2 separate regions of the Rattus norvegicus genome follow, and region 1 is linked to region 2. A link is a contact called in public Hi-C data. All regions are on one chromosome and are shown on one strand. The core of a region is the stretch at or near the end of the contact, and the rest is flanking DNA. Distances in the headings are between cores, read along the strand shown. Region 1 overlaps LOC103691527 (a long non-coding RNA gene). Region 2 overlaps LOC103691527 (a long non-coding RNA gene).

Region 1 (6,742 bases), core at 521-3,020, 280 kb after region 2:
GCTCATGGCTCATTGGTCTTAACTGGGAAGGTTTTTGTTTTTTTTTTTTTTTTCCAAAGTGGAAATTTTTATTAGGACTTGAATTCAAATGTAAGAAACATAGAATAAATTAAGGTAAATTGAGTTACAGATTTTCCAAAAATGCATCTGTTGAAATACAATTCCCGTAAGCTTTGCCACATGACAGGATAACATGATATATTTAGGGACATAGAACACAATATCTTTATCTAGGCAATTCATAGTGAAAGTTGAAAAACAGTAGAGGAAATGTGTGTGTGTGTGTGTGTGTGTGTGTGTGTGTGTGTGTGTGTGTGTTCAGGAGTGAATACTCTGATATATACATACATGCATACACACATATATATGATATATATAGTTTGTATATATGTATGGATCACCCCAAATTATATTATTTGCAAGTTTCATTACACATATATGCAAACATAGCTTTTGTGAAAATTTGCTGCCTTTATTCTCTGAGCCTAATGTTTTATTGAACACGTTTTGGGGAGTTCTTAAATAAGCAACAGCCCAAACAAAAAGCCCTACCAAGTAATTTGTTAACTGTGTGCACACTTACCCCTCCTTACCTTCATCTTATAGAAAGGAAATCCCACTTTTTCACTCCCTCAACAAATAGGTAAGCACAGAGCTCAGGTGCTGGGAGTCCAGGAATCTGTTAGGCAAGCGGAGCCTGTCACCTACAGTGCTGGCAGAGCTGGGGAGTGGCACCACCAATACTAAGTCAGGGAGCAGCCCCAATAGTTCTGGGTATTTCTGACATTTGTAGTTTGAGCTGGCTGTGTTTGTTTTGTTGTTGTTGTTCTTTGGTTTTTTATTTGTTTTGTTGGACTTTTTTCCCCCTGATTCTAAACTGAGAGAAAAGGGCAGGGGGCCTGAGGGTGCCCACCAGTGCTAAAGGCACAGCCTGGTGACCTCCTGAGGACCACTTATGCATCAGGAGATGCCTCTGAGGTTCTTCTGTGGTAATGCAGGAACGTGTGCATGTGTTGTTTGGAAAGGAAATATGAAGGGGAAAGGGAGGAAGGACTCAGGCACAGCCCACTTTCTGACCTCATCCCCTCCAGACTCCTTGGCCGTGTTGTCCTTCAGACACAAAGAGTCCTTTCAGGGGCTGACACAAGACTTTCTTCATTCAGAAGCCCGCATACCTTACTTGTCTGTCATAGCTCAGAGTGTCTGGCAATCAGATTCAGTTCTTGGTGGTACCACGGGCCCTATCTCAGACAGAAAGTGTTTTCTCTGACTGGTCATTCGGTGGTCTCTGTCGGGTGGCAATGGGCTGACACATAGTGCAATCAGACATGAGCACAGTTAACTTGTGATCCTAAGACCATCTTCACGTCTCTAGTACAGGAGAACAGAAAATGTGGTACTACCCAGAGAAGCTTCTGGAAATGGCAGGAAAATTCTGCCTTCTTGTTGCATTGCTCTCTGGAGATCCACCCAGAGGCAGAGTATTTACTCCTGTGGTCATGCTCAAGCTCAGAGACATGAAAAGTAATGGAGACTTCAAAAGTCAAAAGGGTAAAGTGCTCATAAGTGAATTGCCGTGTCCACTGTTGCATCTGCCTTTGCTGTCACAGGGTCCCTGTGTCACCGTAGCATCTGCCTTAATTGTCACAGAACCCTGTGTCCACTCTAGTGTCTGCTTCTGCTGTCACAGAGTCCCTGTGTCCATTGTCGTGTCTGCCTTAGCCTTCACAGATCCCTGTGTCCACTGTAGCATCTGCCTTTGCTGTCACAGGGTCCCTGTGTCCACTGTCGTGTCTGCCTCTGCTGTCACAAAGTCCCTGTGTCCACTGTCGTGTCTGCCTTAGCTGTCACAAAGTCCCTGTGTCCACTGTAGTGTCTGCCTCTGCTGTTACAGAGTCCCTGTGTCCACTATAGTGTCTGCCTTTGCTGTCACAAGGAGTCAAAGCAGAGTCTCTGAACCATCCTACCCCTTTGGGAGGTTGGAACTTGATTTTGTTTGCTTGCTTCCTCTCATTCATCTCGGGGTTTCTATCTACGGAACGTTGTTAGGAAATATGAGGGAAAGGCCCAGGGAAGAATTTGGGGGTGCTTAAGGTAAAACCAAGAGCTCTGTTTCTTCCCATCTAGTTAGCTTAGATCAATTTTCTAATCTATTCTCCTGTGTCATCTACTTATTGATACATGCTGGGCCTCAAAGTGCTGGCTTCCTTTGATTCTTTTAATTAACTTTTAAAATCAATTATGGTTATTTGTATAGATTCCTATTGTGTCTTCCCTTTGCCTTCGCATGGTTTGGGTTTTCGCTTTGTTTTGTCTTTTTGATTTTTGCTTTTTTGTTTACGCTACTTGCTGTTGTGAATTAACTGTATCTTCCCTTCCACCTCTTGAACTAGAGAAACTATTAGCTAATAAGAGGCTAAATGAGACTGAGACTATAGGGACGCTGGGATCCTTAAATTATTTAAATTGAAAAATGGCTGGTTTTACAATCAGAAAAACTCAAGTGGACTGTAAGCCCTACTTGACCGTCCCCTTGTCTGGATGATCCCGTCATGATAGCTGGAGTTACCTCCAGTCCGCATCACTGTCCACGAGAGCTGCTGCTTACACTGCTAACCTCTGCTGCAGCTCTGGGAAGCTGGAGCCAGTTCAGGGAAGAGGCGCCTGGAGGACGGGAAACTGGCTCTAGTGGCATAAAAGCTCGGTGAAGCCAAGAAATCCAACCGCAAAGGCCAGGACTGACCCCTCCTCCCCCAGGGTGGAGGCTCAACAACTCTCACAACGCAAGGTTGGAGGGGAGCAGACGGAAGGCACAGAGTAAGAGGAGGGTAGGACTCAGTACAGCTGCTGCTGTGAAAAGTTTGCAAGCTCCCCATCAAATACAATCCCTGATTGTATCTTTATTTTTAAATTGTGTATGTTTTGTGGTGTGGAGGTTTATGTACCTGTGGAGGCCAAAGGTTGGCACCAGGATCTTGTTCTGTAACTTTACACCTCACTTTTCGAGACAAGTTCTCTAATTGAGCCTGGACTTCACTGATTAGGCAAAGCCGGTTTGCCAGTGAGCCCGTAGGATCCTCCTGTGTCTGATTACCCAGTACTAGGATTATAGAGAATTCTGTCATGCCTGGCAGCTATGCGCATGGTGGAGATTTGAACTCAGGTGCCCGTGCCTGTGTGGCAAGGGCTTTATCCGTCGAGCCATCTCTCTAGTCTCAGGTTCTCTTGGTAAGTGAGTCACACTGGGGTCAGCACCTATTGATTTTATGAAATCCATCACGGCCAACAGCATTAAATCACAGAATGTTAACAGACATGGGCCACACTATGACTTTTTAATTCCCTCATGATGACAATGAGGAATTCATTCATATATACACATATATACAGACATACATATAGACATCCACATGCACACACACATACACACATACACACATGCACACATGTGCACACACATGCACACATGCACACATGTGCACACACATGCACACATGTGCACATGCATGTATACACGCATGCACACATGCACACATGCACACACACATGCATACACATGTGCACATACACATGCACACACATACACACGCACATGCACACGCACACATGCACACACACATATGCACACACACATACACACACATGCACACACACACATACACGCACGCACACGCACATGCACAGGCATACTCACATGCACACACACCTTTGGTGCATTTACCAAGCTAGATCCATTATACTACAAAATAACAAAATAAGACCTTGAGTCTCTTAACTGAAAACACTAAGCATCTACCTCCCACTAATAGATCAGAATATTGAAATTAAAAGAATACGGACATCAGAAATACAGAACACACTCCATGATTTTAATATTAAAAAAAACTAGGTTTTCATAAACCTCTCATTCCTTATTTTACATTTAAAACTTCCTCAAAACCAAATCTGACAAGTTAGATTCAAAATTGTAGACTTTTTGTTTGGTTTTGTTGGAAAATAGCCTGTGCCCTCTTTCACAACCCGACTCTGAAAACATTTGTCAGGAAACTTCCAGCACTGTCGTCACCATGGCAACCACCCGCCAACAGTCATTGGCTGAAGGCTGGCTATAATCTCCCAACTCTATTCTCTTCTCCATGCCTTGAATTCAAGCCTCGTCTGCCTTTCTGCTCAGGAATTTGGGGAGAGGGGATTAATGCTAAGGTTAAACTATGCTACCAGTAGCCTCTCACTGCATGTAGCTGACAAGCTCAGGTAGCAAATGAAGGAGTGCAGTGACGCCCGTGACAGCTTGCATCACAAGGACCCTGAGCATCCGGAGAAGCCAGACTGTCTGTCTAGCTAACTAGCACACTTCGACCCTTATCATTTCATAATGTTTGTATGTTCATGTGACATGTTTATAAGCTGATTTCTGGTGGTGGAAGTTTGATGAAATTATTTAGGACATTTTTCCTTGTTTGGAGTTAAGATATAGCATAACATGGCTATATCCCTGGCTCCTTTCTCCAGTTAAAAAGCACAAGGCCCTTTCTGCTCCCACACCAAAGTGCCACAGTAACGGAACATGGAAGGTCCCTTGGGTTCCCCATTAGTATGCAGTGCCGGTATACTATCTTGTAAGAGAAACTTCTTTAACTTTTACATGACTTCAAGCTTTCTTCCTTGTGGACACTTATGGCAGGAGGAAGTCCCCCAGGGTGACTTAACCCCAACAACATTCTCCCTGCATGACCACATACTGGGGTAAATGGGCAAAAGAATTGTGATTTCAAGACTGACCTTGAATTTGCTGTGACTGACCCTTAACACCTGAACACCGAGAACATCAGATTAGTTCATGTTTCCTGCAAGCTCAGTGCTAGTCAAGACCTTCCTCATGAAATTCAATGAACACATAAAGACACACAGACACATACACAGACAGACACCAACACACACACACACACACACACACACACACACACACACACACACACACACACACTTTGAAACTAGAAAGATGGCCCAATGGTTAGGAGAACTGATGTTCTTGCAGATTTGGTTCCTAGCACCTGCGTGGTATCTTACAGCCATCTCTAACTCCAGTTCTAGGGGGTGAGAACAAAAACCCCTTTCAGGCCTCTAAGGCACACACTGCACATACATACATACATACATATATACATACATGCAGACAAAAACTCATACATATAAAATAAAAATAAATCAAAGTCAGGCATAGTGGTGCATGCTTTTTTTTTGGAGGCAGAGGCAACCCAATCTCTGTGAGCTGGAGGTCAGCCTAGTCTACATAATGAGCTCCAGGATAGCCAGAGATACACACTGAGGACCTATTTCAAAAAAAAACAAAATAATAAAAGTAATAATAATATTTTTAAGTGAAGCACACAGCAAGAATGAAGTAGAGACTTAGAAGAACCAGTGGGGAAACTGTGAGAGAGAAGATGGTAAGAATAGCATGAAGTGATACAGGCCTGAGGCTGCTGTCAGGAGGCCTGTGGCAGTGGACAGAGGCTTAAAAAGACAATGATAAAAAAAACGAAAGTGAAAGTGGCAGCCAAGCTTCCAGAAGAACAAACCACAGCGATTCCTGACTTCCTGGAGCTCCTGAGATGTGAGCTGGGGGGACACTGAGGCATCTCTTGACTCTCCACAGTGCTTCCTCTGTTGAAGCCACAGTGCTGGCACTGTGCACAGTTAAAGCAGATGCCAGAATCATGTGACACCACAGGGTCGTTACCAAATGACCTCATTGTACAATCATGCCAAGTTCCGTCGTTTTACCAATTGTACTGTTGGTGTATGTTACTTCGAACTTTACATGGAAAACAGCTACTTTTAAAATTTTTGGTGTTCAAAATGCGATCCTTTTCTCACAATGGTTTTTAAAGTCCAAAATTCAGAGTATAGCCAAACTCATTACATCAGGAGGTCTGAGGATAAAAGCCACTCATGAGTACATTCTGAACTCTATTGGTGACTGTGAGGCATGACTGGGGGAACAGCCACAGGTCCAGAGACAGGAGGCAGGGCAAAGGAAGCATGAGTTATAGGTACGAGATTGTCAACCTGACATCCCAGACGGTCTCCACTCCGTACTTCTGTGCCCTGGTCCTCCGACATTTAATGAGCAAAAGGCAAAGGGAAGAAGCAGTCACTCTATACCCTCAGAATTCTCATTAAAGATAAATAATAAACCTTGATGCTCAATCTGTAAAGCACACAAATGTGAAGTCCTGGGTTCAATCCCCACCATCTATCCAAAAAGCTAGTGTGTAGCTGTAATCCCAACACTGGGAAAGCAGAGACAGGAGGATTCCTGGGACTTAAGAACAAGCCAACCTAGCCTAACTAGTGAGTTCTGGGTCCCATGAGAGGCCCTGTCTCAAAAAATAAAGTGAAAGGGTTGGGTGCGGTGGTGTGGGCTTTAATCCCAGTACTTGAGAGGCAGAGGCAAGGAAGTATTTGTGAATTTGAGGCCAGTCTGGTGTACATAGAGAGTTCCAAGTCAGCCAGGGTGTGTGTGTGTGTGTGTGTGTGTGTGTGTGTGTGTGTGTGTGTGTGTGTAGAGACAGAGAGAGACAGAGACAGAGAGAGACAGAGACAGAGAGAGAAAGAGAGACAGAGAGAAAGAGAGAAAGAGAAACAGAGAGACAGAGAGAGGAGAGAAGAGAGACAGAGTTTATATAGAGAGACTAGTTTATATGTGTATCTATACACATATATGAATGTATAGTAT
Region 2 (6,453 bases), core at 33-2,532:
TGTGTGTGTGTGTGTCTGTCTGTGTGTGCTTGTAGTTGTGTGCATCTGTGCATGCACACTTTCCCTCTGCAGCTGTGCCAAGATCTGCAGAAAGTCACCAGTTACTAACTCATTAAGTGACTGACCAGCCAACCGACCAGCCAAGCTCTTCAGGGTGACATCTTACCATTTGAGGCTGTCTGAACAGCCTATCAATGGAAAAGAATCTCAAATAACTTGCTTAATGTTTGTTAAGATATAAACATCATTGTCGTTTTTATGATAATTCTGCCTGGAAGAACCAGCCATTCTGCAAATACATCAACTCTTTACATATGCATCTAAAGGGGCAGTGTCCTGAGTTCATTTTGAGTCATGACACACATCTTCTCTTTGAGATCAGAGCCTATAAAGTCTACAGCAAGAAGCCTCTTCTGCCCAATGGCTTGCCTTCGTAGAGCAGTTGACATGAGAGGTATCCCGGAAACTCAGTCTGCACGTCTGTGTCTGATGAGCTCTGGACTTTGCTCAGGTTCCATGGAAACAGCAGTTAATGATCCAGTCACAGAGAAAGGCCATATTGATACAGCATTGGTAGTGACATTGCCTTTTTGGTGGAGATGCTCTTCCCAGACCCTTGCTGTTTCAGTCTTAGGGATATAAATAAGACTTCCTTCCCCCTCCTTCCTTTATACACAGCAGAGTGCATCTACTCTTAAAGATTTTTTTTTTTTTTTTGGGTAAGGTCAACTTTTGTAATTCCCCAAACTAATCATGGTAAAAGTTTGCCTACTAACTGTATACACGTAGGGAGCTAGCACCCCCTAGTGTATTAGAAACCCCAGAGATTTTGATCTGGCATTTAATAGTCTAATTTAAACAGTAAAGAGCAATACATTACATTGGGCGGGTTGCTAACTTTCTTCACTGATATTGTTATAGGGTATTTAGGCCTAGGTAAATTATTTTTAGAAGTTAATGGACATCAGAAATAAGCAAAAAGAGTGGCAATCCACTCTTCAGTACTGAGACCAGCAGTAGAAAAGTCATTGGCGTTTGAGCTGTTCGTATTTTAAGGCTGGAACCAACATAGAAATGTGTGGTCTTACAGCCAGCTCTCTAATCACACGTTCAGGAAATTTTAGTAGCTTACCAACTAACTGTTTATAGGAGGCTGTAACAGTGAAAGTGTCTGGATTTCTCTGCTTTGGGGAGCTGTTAATCTTGCGTGTTGCCTAATGAAACTGTAAACGGAAAATTATGGCTTCACTCCAGACAGTGAGAAGGCTTATTCCAACAGATGGCATCAAAACACCGTCTACACTGTGGCCGCTGATTGTTAATTGTGCCTGTGAAACAATCCTTTTAAACAGAGTAATGCATTTTATCGTCCAGATTACAGTTCTCTGCTTTTGGTTTTCTCAATGTGTATTAACATTTTCTGTAAGAAAGTGTAAGATTTAGTGATTGCCTAATTATCAGATTAAACAACAGAACAACAGCCAGCTCAATCATCTTTATGAACTGTGCACCAGGGAGACAGATAACTGCCATGCACATGTTTTAAAGACATGCTGTTTGAGAATGTTTGGGTTCTTACTAGGTTTGTATAAACCAGAAGAAATGGGCCAGGTCTAACCTCATCAAATAAAAATGGTATAAACAAAAACACCTTATGCACATGATAAATACTAACTATATGTTAAATATAGCTTGTTCTGGGAGGAAATGCATATAATTCACATAGAACTTTTAAATGAAGGAGAGCTGTGTGAGGCACAAAGAAAAGGACTATTCTCTTAAATATTTAGAAATTATAGTTTCAGTGAAATCCCACAAGCAAGAGGAGGTGTGGGTTTGGTGGCTCTGTGGGGAAAAAAACCATTCCAGAAACCCTCTTCCTTGATATGAGTAGCATCATGAAGGTGTATTATCTATTGGTTCTTTGGACTATTGATCTGGAACTGGGAGTGTAAGGTTTAAAGATTTAGAGAGAGTAGTTAGCGTGTGTCAACAGAAGGTAGCATTTGATTTATGAGTATTATAGCAGACTGTCCTCTCATGACTGAGACAGTGGATACTTATGAAATCAATGGCTTTACACTCCTGTTTTGATGCACTCTCATGACCACTGTGGCAGGAAGTAGAAAATAACCCCAATTTCTGGACATAGCTCAAGCCCATTTTTTTTCTTAAGGGCTCTACACCTGATCTGTAAATCCCTCCAAAGGAGGGCTCCACATGGAAGGCTAGTCATTAAAGCTTATGAACAATGACGTAGATGCCAGATGAAAACACCCCAGACTGAGAAAGATGTGAAACCACAAAACTACCCAAACATCACCAAAGCTAACTTCACAAGTTTGTGAGAAACTCTTGTTCAGAGCACAATTTCTAAAAAGATTTAGCATTCGGTCAAGCTGTCTCTTCCTGATTTTTGAGCCCGTAATAGATCAGAAAAGCAAGCTGCTAGAGGGGCTAACGGGGCCTGAGGCCAACACCTCACTCTGAAGTAAGAGGAAATCAGAGAAATTTGGTAACTACAGTGGGAAATCGGTTAACAATGAGCTGCCCCAGCCCGTGCCATCTCACCTATGACCAGCCTGAACCTTCCAGATATAAGATTTTTCATATCATGTACCCCCTGGTAAGATGAACCAGAGATAGGGTCTAGCATCGTAACCTCAATAGAATCATTAGAAAAGACAGGGAAATAAAAGGGAAGTCTACAAAGTAACTGACCAGTAACTCGCCAAGAGTAACGGGGTCATGACAGACCAGGCAGAGTCAGATCTGTCACTCATTGGGGAGACTAAGGAAACAGACGAGACCAATTTTAGGGTTCTGTATTAGGGCAAAACAAAGAAAGGCTATGAATAGAAAACTGGTAACATTTGAGTGAAGTTTGAAATTCAGTTAACAGTTTGATACCAATGCAATTTATTGATTTTAGTTGTTATATTATGGCTATGCAAATAAGAACTCTAAGAGGGATAGAACGAGGAGTTTATGTAGAAACTATACTTCACACCTTTTAAGCAGGCTACATTGTTTTGGGGTAAATTTTTTAAATTCTATAATCCTCCTGATGTTTACAGTTTGGGCCTATTTAATATACAGAGCATTTAAAAAAAAACCTATGTTACATCATGTATTGTATAAAGTAATCATTGATAGTATGAGCATAACGAAAGGTTATTTTCAATATAAAATAGAAGTCAAAACACGTACTACAGACATTTTATTATAAAATATTTGGAAACTAAATGATCAAGTTTTAGTAACTTTTGATAAATCTCTTTTATGAAAAACTAGATTAATTAATGAGGCCATGCTGTGGGTCATTGTTCTTCCAGTAGAACCATTGTTATTGGACCAGTCTCTCAACGCCCTCCTTCAATCCTCTGCCATATTAGAGATTTGTGTCCACTGTACAAAGAGCGCCCTTCGATTCTGATGCTGCGTATGCTTGGGGTTCTGAGTGAGCCCTTTGAAAGCCTTGTCTGCTTTACAACCAGAAGGGAGAGATTCATGCATTTGGAGCTCAGTTAGATATAGCTCTGGGCTCAGGTCCTTCTAGTAACAGCCTCTTCTTTTCCAAATAAAGTTCCAAGCAGCGATGTCACCAAAATCCTTGTGGACTGCTTGTGACTGGAGCCTGGTGTCTCGAATTGTTGAGAGCTCTGGTATCCTGCAGGAGGCTTGCCTTTTTTCTCAGCTACCATTTAGCAGGTTCTTCTCAGCTGTCAAAAACTTAAATTTGCTTGAGCAAACCATTGCATTCACTACTGGGAGGGCTTGTAAACAATATTTGTTGCACACCATTACAGTTTGATTTCTATCACTGTGATAAATACCATGTGACCAACTTGGGAGTAAAAGGGGTTTTATTTGTCTGTTTGTTTTATTTATTGATTGATTTGTTTGTTTGTTTTCTTATTGGTCCGAATCACAATCCATGGTTTTTGTAAAGGAAGTCAGGGTAGAAACTCAAGACAAGAACTAATGCAGAGGCCATGGGGGAGAGCTGCTCACTGGCTTGTTCCTCATGGCTTGCTCAGCCTGCTTTCTGACAGCACTCAGAACCACTTGCCTAGGGGTGACAGTGCATACAGTGGCCCGAACCCTCCCATCTCAGTCAATAATCCAAAAACAACCCTAGGGACTGACCCATGGGCCAATCTGATGGAGACATTTTCTCAACTGGGGTTCTTCCTTCCCAGGAGAGATGCTGCTGGAGGCAGAATTGGACTCGGGTTCTTCTGTATATTTCAAGAAACGCTTTCAAAGGCCCAGGTCAGATGATGCATACGATGGCAATGTCAGCAAGACCGTTTACACTGCAGTGTTTGAGCCAGCGTTTTCCATGCTTTGAAATTAAAGATTAATTTTTAATGTCAGATACCTCACAAAAGTCATGCAATAGCTAATGTAAGCTTATTTTATTTATCTTCTATGGTGTGTGTGTCTCTGTGTGTGTGTTCATATGGAAGCCAGAGGTCAATCTTGCGTACCATTCCTTAGGTACCATTCATCTTGCTTTATAAGACAGTCTCTCACTGGTCAGCTATTCCCCAGCTAGGCTAGGCCTGCTGAGCCCCAAAGAATGTCCTGTGTCTCTCTGCAATGCTGGGATTAGATAAGCCACCACACCCAGCGTTTTATATGGATACTGGGGACTTGAGTCCTCAGGCCTTTGTGGCAGGCCCTTTACTCCACTGAGCCTTGAAACATGTTTAATTATTATGATTAGTAGTAAAACACGTGGTAGCAGAAGACAAGTACAGTTTATTTTAAGTTGCTCTTTTTTACAACGATACTATCCATGTAATTTTGGATGGTAATAGCAAGCATATGTGAGTGGAATATAGGTCAGTGTGTGCTTATACACACAGGACTCCATATAACCTACCGTCACATTGGGGTTTGTCGGCGTTAGCCTGTGAGCCACAAGTCTGAAACATAAAAGCAACAGAAGGCTGCCTTGCCAGAGTCACCATCAGAAACCTCCGATAGGGCTTAAGGCATTTAGCCTCATAGGCTGGGCCATGGGGGTGGGGCGGGGGCTGGAACATGACCAAGGAAAGCCATGGAGAAGCAGGGATGAGATGAATACCATTGACTGGGGCTCAGGGGAAGGCTATGCTGGGTGGCTAGAAAAAAAAATGAATTGGTTAAATGAGGCAAGCAGAGATTATGGAGATTATTAAAATCTAAGCTTGAGAGTCACACACTCCTATTAAGGCAGAGCGTGGGAGGAGGACCCACCGAGCAGGGTTGTAATCCTGGTCTACTCATCATCAGACTCTGGCGTGTTAACTTTGGCACCTCAGCCGCCTGCATCAGTGCAACTGGGATAATGACATGTACCACTCAGGAAGAGAGCGTCTGCGGAACATCCCAGCGAGCGTTCGGTCTATTTGGGTTGAATCTGGAATGGAGAACTATCTAAGACTATTGAGCTGGGAGTCAGCATGAGGAAAGTGATATATTAAAGGAGATTAGGTTGGCAGCCAGGTTTGTGTTGGATTGGAGTCAGGAAAAACCACCAGAAAGCTGCCCCAGGGACCCAGGCTCAAACACTGAACAAAGGGCCCAATGGAGGTTGAGATGAAAACTGACCGGGTTTTTAGTTTGATAAGATATCAGGGATGGATGGACCTCGAGTAGTTTGGAGATTCGAGATGGCTACAAGGTATATCCAGACAGACAGCTGACACCCTGAAAAGGACAGAGAAGCTGAACTACAGGAGAAGGTATGACGTGGACTCAGTGAACGGCACTTGAGAGTCCACAGCTATGTAGGGATCAGCCCCAGACAGATGCAAAGGCAGTGATGGGGAAGCTTGAGCTGAGGTGGGGGAAGGAAGCCTGCTGATAGCGGCTGAGCCGGGAGGTAGGTTGGGTAGGAATTATAAGCAAAGGAAGACCAGAGACTCTGGATCATGCCCGTGCTATACCTCTCTTGAGGAGCTGTTTTAAAAGGTTGATTGATTCATTAATAAGGGGTAATAAGAAGAGGAAGAAATTTTAATCATCCTATAGGGATATTCACTTCACAGAGACGCTTTGGTCCAGAACTCACATGGGCTATAGACCCTTTTAAGAGGGGGACAGATAACTCACTAACGGCTCTCCTCTCAAGGCGAGGATTATGAGAGACTCCATTTGGGTTGTTCTTCACGGATCCTGGTGTAAATATGGTCACATGGCTAGGATTACTGACCAGCTAAGCTACATAGTAGCCTTGTCACTAGGGAAGTCCCTTGGCATTCAAATCCTTCTGGATTCAGCTTCTTCCCAGCATCACACAGTATTTCTCAGCTCCCATAGGGTATAGGTTTGGCCTCTAGGATAACAGCTCATAGGCTTGCCCTGAACTCTGACTTTTGTTACTCCTCCCCTTTGATCCCTCTTTTGGCATCCTTTAAGTATCAGCAACAATGCTCATCTGCCCAAAGACTATCATGGTTC

What was found. A called contact is a pair of places that touch in the nucleus more often than the background predicts.
Region 1: a Hi-C map of Schwann cells shows a contact between it and region 2, with 6 times the contacts expected there. The contact joins two enhancer-like sites. A contact is called at or near these places in 1 of 12 Hi-C or Micro-C datasets (Schwann cells) and 1 of 1 datasets of contacts at active chromatin or transcription factors (oligodendrocytes).

What each region holds. Positions count from the first base shown.
Region 1 is chr2:119,366,666-119,373,407 of GRCr8, forward strand. The region is part of intron 3 of LOC103691527 (a long non-coding RNA gene); the gene reads left to right. Among named protein-coding and RNA genes, the nearest start is that of Sox2, 95 kb to the right of the region's middle. Within about 2 kb of position 1,771, at least 41 of the 93 cell types and tissues checked have an H3K27ac peak or open chromatin away from gene starts, as enhancers often do. A contact at or near this core is called in Schwann cells, where this site is marked.
Region 2 is chr2:119,089,934-119,096,386 of GRCr8, forward strand. All of the region lies in intron 2 of LOC103691527 (a long non-coding RNA gene), which reads left to right. Among named protein-coding and RNA genes, the nearest start is that of Dnajc19, 220 kb to the left of the region's middle. Within about 2 kb of position 1,283, at least 3 of the 93 cell types and tissues checked have an H3K27ac peak or open chromatin away from gene starts, as enhancers often do. A contact at or near this core is called in Schwann cells, where this site is marked.